2 separate regions of the Anas platyrhynchos genome follow, and region 1 is linked to region 2. Evidence: chromatin contacts called from public Hi-C data. All regions are on one chromosome and are shown on one strand. The core of a region is the stretch at or near the end of the contact, and the rest is flanking DNA. Distances in the headings are between cores, read along the strand shown. Region 1 has its middle 53 kb from the start of UXS1. Region 2 overlaps UXS1 (UDP-glucuronate decarboxylase 1).

What was found. A called contact is a pair of places that touch in the nucleus more often than the background predicts.
Region 1: a contact with region 2 is called in a Hi-C map of small yellow follicle, with 2.9 times the contacts expected there. The contact joins two enhancer-like sites. A contact is called at or near these places in 4 of 8 Hi-C or Micro-C datasets (F5 follicle, skeletal muscle, small yellow follicle and 1 more).

Annotation. Positions count from the first base shown.
Region 1 is chr1:142,989,760-142,992,843 of IASCAAS_PekinDuck_T2T, reverse strand. No RefSeq gene overlaps it. Among named protein-coding and RNA genes, the nearest start is that of UXS1, 53 kb to the right of the region's middle. Within about 2 kb of position 1,468, at least 4 of the 8 cell types and tissues checked have an H3K27ac peak or open chromatin away from gene starts, as enhancers often do. A contact at or near this core is called in small yellow follicle, where this site is marked.
Region 2 is chr1:142,875,965-142,878,983 of IASCAAS_PekinDuck_T2T, reverse strand. It overlaps UXS1 (UDP-glucuronate decarboxylase 1), which reads left to right. Exons shown (of 15, transcript XM_027445224.3): 14 at 1,158-1,261. Among named protein-coding and RNA genes, the nearest start is that of ECRG4, 11 kb to the right of the region's middle. Within about 2 kb of position 1,268, at least 2 of the 8 cell types and tissues checked have an H3K27ac peak or open chromatin away from gene starts, as enhancers often do. A contact at or near this core is called in small yellow follicle, where this site is marked.

The DNA.
Region 1 (3,084 bases), core at 219-2,718, 110 kb before region 2:
TGCAATTAATGTTCTTTCCCCCCCCCCCCAGAATGTGTATTACCATGAAAGCTGATACTTCAAACCTGAGGAGGAGAGTGTGATTGAATATTAGATAGATTGGAGATTTTTCTGAAATTTTTCAGAAACAAAGAGAGATCCTTCTTGGTAATTATAAATTGTTTATTTTTCTCAACAAAAGAGACGTGATGCTATTAGGTTACTTAAAAATATGCTATTAGTACTTATAAACAAGCACAGCAGGCCAAGCTGTACACATTGTATTGTTCTTTTTTTTTTTTTTTTTTTTTTTTTTTCCCTTGTGGCTTGCAAAATGCACAGTACAATGAGCAGAAAGTGGACAATGTATTCTGAAATCTTATATTTCTTCACTGTTTTCACAATTCTATTTTCTTGTAAAAAGTTTCAAGTAGTATAAAAATATATATTTGATATGCACAAAAAATATCTTCCATTTCCCATTTTTACTGTCAAGGATTTAAAAGTGCTGTACACTGTAAATAGGTCAAGATGCTCAACTGGGGAACTGCATTTTGAAGAGCTGAGTGGCATACATTTCCATTACCTTTTTCGGGTTAAATCCTTGCAGATATGGTGCATTTCAGCAGCCTACACATGCTCAGTCTCATTGACACTCAATACGTTTTCCCAAAAGATGTTGCTATTGTGGAAAGCTTGTAAAGTATTTGCCTGTTAGACATTTAAAAGACTGTATTGTAAGTGTTTATGTATTTGCAACAACAAAAGAAACACTAATCAAATTTTAAACTTTGAAATCAAAATTTTCAGTCTGGCTCAGCTTTTATGCCAGTTAAATTCTACTCAACATAAGGAGTTGAGATTATTTTGCTTTCAGAATAAGAAAGAAAAGTGGAGAAAACAATAGCAACAACAAAAAAGCCGGTATCTGAAGACCTCCTTTTGCAGAATGATGCATAAGAGGAAAAGACAATATTGCGCCTATTACAGATATATCATTGTGCCAAAACACAGTTCCCCAGGCAACTTCACCAAACTTTCTCAATGAATTTATCTGGAAGTACCATCTTCTCAGCTTCTTCTGGATAGAGTGAGATTTACAAACTCATGAAGCATTTCCTCAAGCAGTGGTTAAACACTAACAGTCTGTTAAGAAGATGCACTGACAAAACCTTTGCATGTCATTATCATCACACACTTATCCTCTGAAAGACATCTGAATAGCATTCAAGATCCATTGTGTCGAGAAAAAAATGTTACAAAGAGGTTGTAATGAGGAAAACTCACTCAAAACTTCTGAGGCACAGAGTGTTTTTCAGGTTCTACTTCCACGTCTCTACAGTAAGAAAGAATTTGGAAATTTCATTTGGACAAAACAGGCACAAAACTGTTTAGGGGGTTGAATGATCTCAGAGACCATGAGACACCCAGAGACCATGAGACACCAGACACAACTAACGTCATATCAGCTTCTATAGAAGTCTTATTTGAAGGTCAGAAAAACACAAGACTCTGAGGGAAGATGTTCATGGTGTAATGCAGCAGATACAGAGGGCTCTAGAGACAGCCTCAGAAACAGAATCTTAGAAGCTGTTTTATAAACTGAGGTTTGATACTGGACGGTGTTAGATTATAAATTTATGCTGCTGCGGAGTGCTGAACAGTGCCGTGTTATCAGTTGGAGCTCATCTTCAGAAACGGTGATTTATCTTCTTTCAGAGCACTTAAAGAGCTGTGACACTTTGGCTTCTATTCACACTTTGTTGTAAAAGATCTTTTTAGTTTCAAGGGTCCTGCTCTGTTAACACTGGAGAAGAGATGACATTATTTGCCCTTCTTGTTCACTTCATGTTGCTCAGCATCTCTGAGGTGTTGCCACACTGAGGAGCAGTTTTATGTCCATCTGAATCCCTGTGAAGGCAGGAGTGGTAGAAAACATTTACCTGAGACTTGACACCCAGTGTCTATTTCATTCCTTTCTAATTTCTTATGTGGTACTACACTTGGAAAGTTTATGAGTTATTTTATCACAATCTCACTTTGACAGACCTCCTGTCTGAGACTTCTCATCAGGTAGAAACAGATTAATGACACTAATGCAGTGCTCTGGATTATTGCACAAAAACCTCCCTTGGAAATGTGTTTGACTTTTTTTTTTTAGGTTAAACATGGCATAATCTTAGTGGGTGAATGCATTATATTTCGAGCATGGGTATCCTGCGGTTTAGGACAGAGCTAGAAGGGATCTCACATACTAATATACTCACATACTAAAATATCTATTTTAATTTTATACCAGGAAAAGGCCACCGCTTGTCATACAAAGAAACATTTTCATCTGGAAATATTTCATCTGGAAATTTATTATTAGAATGACCTGGTCATTCAATGTCTGACATTATTTATTGGCTGTTTGATAGAAGAAAGTGAATAATACTAGTAAGATTCCAAGAAGATAGATTTTGGTCTGTCTAGGTATCAGCTCTTTAGTTATATATATTTTATAATTTTTAGTCTAATATTTAAAGCTCACCAGTTGGGTGTACTTCAAAGTCTCAGTGGTTGTAAAAGGTAATACAGGAAACTTCAGAGTTTAAAATAAAAGAGAGATGCTCACTGCATCTCTACATCTGTTTTAATAGCTCTCAGACCATCTGCATGGGGATAATTGAAGGTTATGAAAACTTCACATAAATGAACAAATGATGACCACAATGTGAATTTTAATATCCAATTTAAAATTGTTGGTCTAATATGAAAATGATTTACTCATTTGTAACTCTCTTGAAGAAGTAGGGCTACATGCAGCTAAAGCAAATCAGGCTTTAGTCTTACCTACATTTAGTGAGCCCATTCCCTCTGCTACAGACTGGTTGATACATCTCTGCTTAGCAATGTCATTATGGTAATTACTGAGCATGTATATCTCAGCATGCTACTGAGCCATCTCCTGTCTTTTCAGGTCTGCAGACTCATCTTCTCATTTCTTGTTTATTTTCAAAGTTGGTTAAAAAGCTCTCACCCTTTGAAAATTCTCATTTTTATTTTCCTGGTAGTTATTGATCTTAATCAGTTGGTTCACTACAAAAGAAGAACAAGTGTTAG
Region 2 (3,019 bases), core at 19-2,518:
AAACAGCTTGACTTGTTTCAATCTGCCTGGAGAGGCAATTTAATTCTACATCCATAAAACCTCACAGTAAAGTGGCATGTAAACTGTTTGCTAGATTTCATTGTATAAATTGTCCTATATGCGTGGTGTCATGAGGTAAGACAAGTGCTGTGGGTATTTAACTATCAGACTGAGAAGTATGGGCAAAGAACAAGTGAAGTCTTTTCGCAAGGCAAAAGCACTCACAGCATCACAGAACAGTTGAGGTGTGGGAGGGGACCTCTGGAGGCCACCTGGTCCAACCCCCCTCCTCAAGCAGAGCCACCTAGAGCAGGCTCAGGTGGTTTTGGTGTGTCCAGGTGGTTTTGAAGTCTTCCAAGGAGTGAGACTCCACAGCCTCTTGGGGAAACCTGTTCCATTCATCAGTTACCCTCACAGTAAAAGTTTTTCCTTATTCTCAGAAGGAACCACCCGTGTTTTCAGTTTGTGCCTGCTGCCTCTTGTCCTATCTCTCAGCACAGCTGAGAAGGATCTGGCTCCATCCTCTTGACACCCTCCATTCAGATACTTAACCACATTGATCAGATCCTCCCCATACAGGACTCTACACATCCCTTTGATGAGCTTTGTGAGGTTTCTGTCAGCCTGTTTTTAGTGTGTCAAGAATGCTGGACAACAGCACAGTCCCGGTATTGGTGTACCAGCCACTCAGTGTTGACCCCTGGGGTACAGCAGTAGTTACGGGCCTCCAGCTAGACTTTGTGTCACTCACCAGCATCCTCTGGATCTGGCCACTTAGCTGTACATCAACAGCCCGTCTAGAAGGATTTTACAGGATACAACAGCAAAAGCCTCACTGAGGTCAAAGTGGATGCTCTCCCCTTAACTACAGAGGCAGTTATTTCATCAAAGAAGGTTATTCAAGTGATGGAGCATGACTTCCCTTTTGTGAATCCATGCTGAAATCTTTGTGAAATGTTTTTGTGAATCCGTGCTGTTGTAGGGCAGCTGGCTTACCCAGCTGTTGCATACAATGCAGCTGTGTCTGTGGAAGGCGTTTCAGTGGTACAATTACGAAGCAGAAAACAACAGAAAGACCTAATGCTTCAGTAGGTAGAAAAGATAAATGCAAAGCATCGTGAATTGCAGATGATAATACGCAGTCTCTTGTTTGATAGGCAGTGAGAGTGAAATCCAGTTTCTCTCAGAAGCACAGGATGATCCTCAGAAACGAAAACCTGACATCAGAAAAGCAAAGTTATTGCTTGGCTGGGAACCTGTGGTATGTACAGCTGTGTTACTGTCTTTGTGTGCGAAAACACAAGGAGGCGTACCATGTGATAAGGATATCTTTCAGTTTTCAGAATATTTGCTTAATGCAATCTCCAGGACAGTTCTTTAAAGGGTGTACGGTGCCTACAGTCTGTCATAAGTTGACCTTGCTCATGACTGATGAACTGCTGGGTAAGATTGCATGCTCTTTGCCATGCAGAAGAGCATATTAGTACTGGCATTTTTAACAAACTTCAGTAGGAACAAAATATAGGCATTTTAACTGTTTAATATGTATATTCTAAAGTGGTTGCCTCCTGTAAGCCTGACATATTCTTTGAAATATATTGTACATAGTTATGGGAGCCTAATGAATTTGCTGTTGCTGCCCTCATTCCTGTTTTCCTGGAGTAACATGCATTATGGAAGGAAAATATTGCTTTTAACTTCATTAGAATATTTTTAGAAAATCTACAGTGTAAGACTCTTTTTAAGATGATTGGTAACAACATTGCAACCAAAACATTTGTTTGGATTAGTGGGGAGAAATACGAGAATTGGATGTTCTGTTTAGTTTTGAGTTCATTTAAAGGGAACTATGTGAAACTCGGGCAAAGCAAAATATGAACCTAATCAGAGAGAGCTGATGCTCTTTTTTTCTTTTCTTCCTTATTGTTTTAAGTTCTGGTGGACAGAACTTAAACCAGAATAAACAGCTCTCATTTTGGGCTACAGGTATCATATGTAGAGATGTTCAAGGCTTGTTCTCAGTGTAGATAAGCTTGGAACATGCTCGAGGCTAGTTGAACTTGTCTTACCATCCACAATAAAGTTTGTCTGTCCACTTCTGAAACTTGATTATTAGTTATCTGAGGTGGCTAAGATAGTGATTATTCTGCACAGCTGATATGTGAGAATTGCAAAATTCCCATGATCACTGTTACTTTCCTTCTCAACCTTTCTGGTGAAGTTAATTGTCCAAATCTATAGCAAAGCAGAGTTGATGATAAGAGCTGTTTTGGTGGTGAGGTAAGGCTCTTTCTAATCCATAGAAAGAGCATGACTTTCTTAGCCAGCTCCCCATTCTAGCTAGCATAATGATTTGTAAGCTTTTTTGGATTTTTTTCAGACAAAAATCTTTACAGGAAACCTGTGAACCCATTTAGTAAATACAAGGCTATTAATAGAAAAAGCTCTGGACCCTTCTGAAATTATTCAGAGACACCAGATATTAACAGACCGTGCCTCAAAGCACAAGGAGGGTGGAAGGTGTTATAAAAGGCTTAAAGCAGTTGACTTTTATACCTCTGACCTGTTTTCGGTGCCGTGAGTACCAACATTGACTCTGAAGTAGCAGCACAGTATTGGTACATTGAGTTTCAGGCACATAGTTTTTGTGCTGCTTTTCTATCCTCCTGTATCGAAGATGGTATCAGCAAGCATGTCAGAGCATATGACTCCCGAGAAAAGTGGATAATATTTCTGTTGTTCTGGTCTACAGAGCACAGTGTTTAAATACAGGCATAGAATACAAAAAATATAATTATTTTAATGGGATTTAAGGATGTCAAATGACACTGGATGCTAATTTGTATCCCTTCTTTCTTTATATGGATGCAAACAACAAATCCTACCACCTTTATGCCTTTCTAGGGTGTATACCATTCTGTGAGATTCTGCAAAAGGTGGTCCTTAATTATTAAAAACAGAAAGGACTTAGGTTTCTGTGTACTTCTCTTTTTTAATGTATAATGCTCAAATTTTGTAA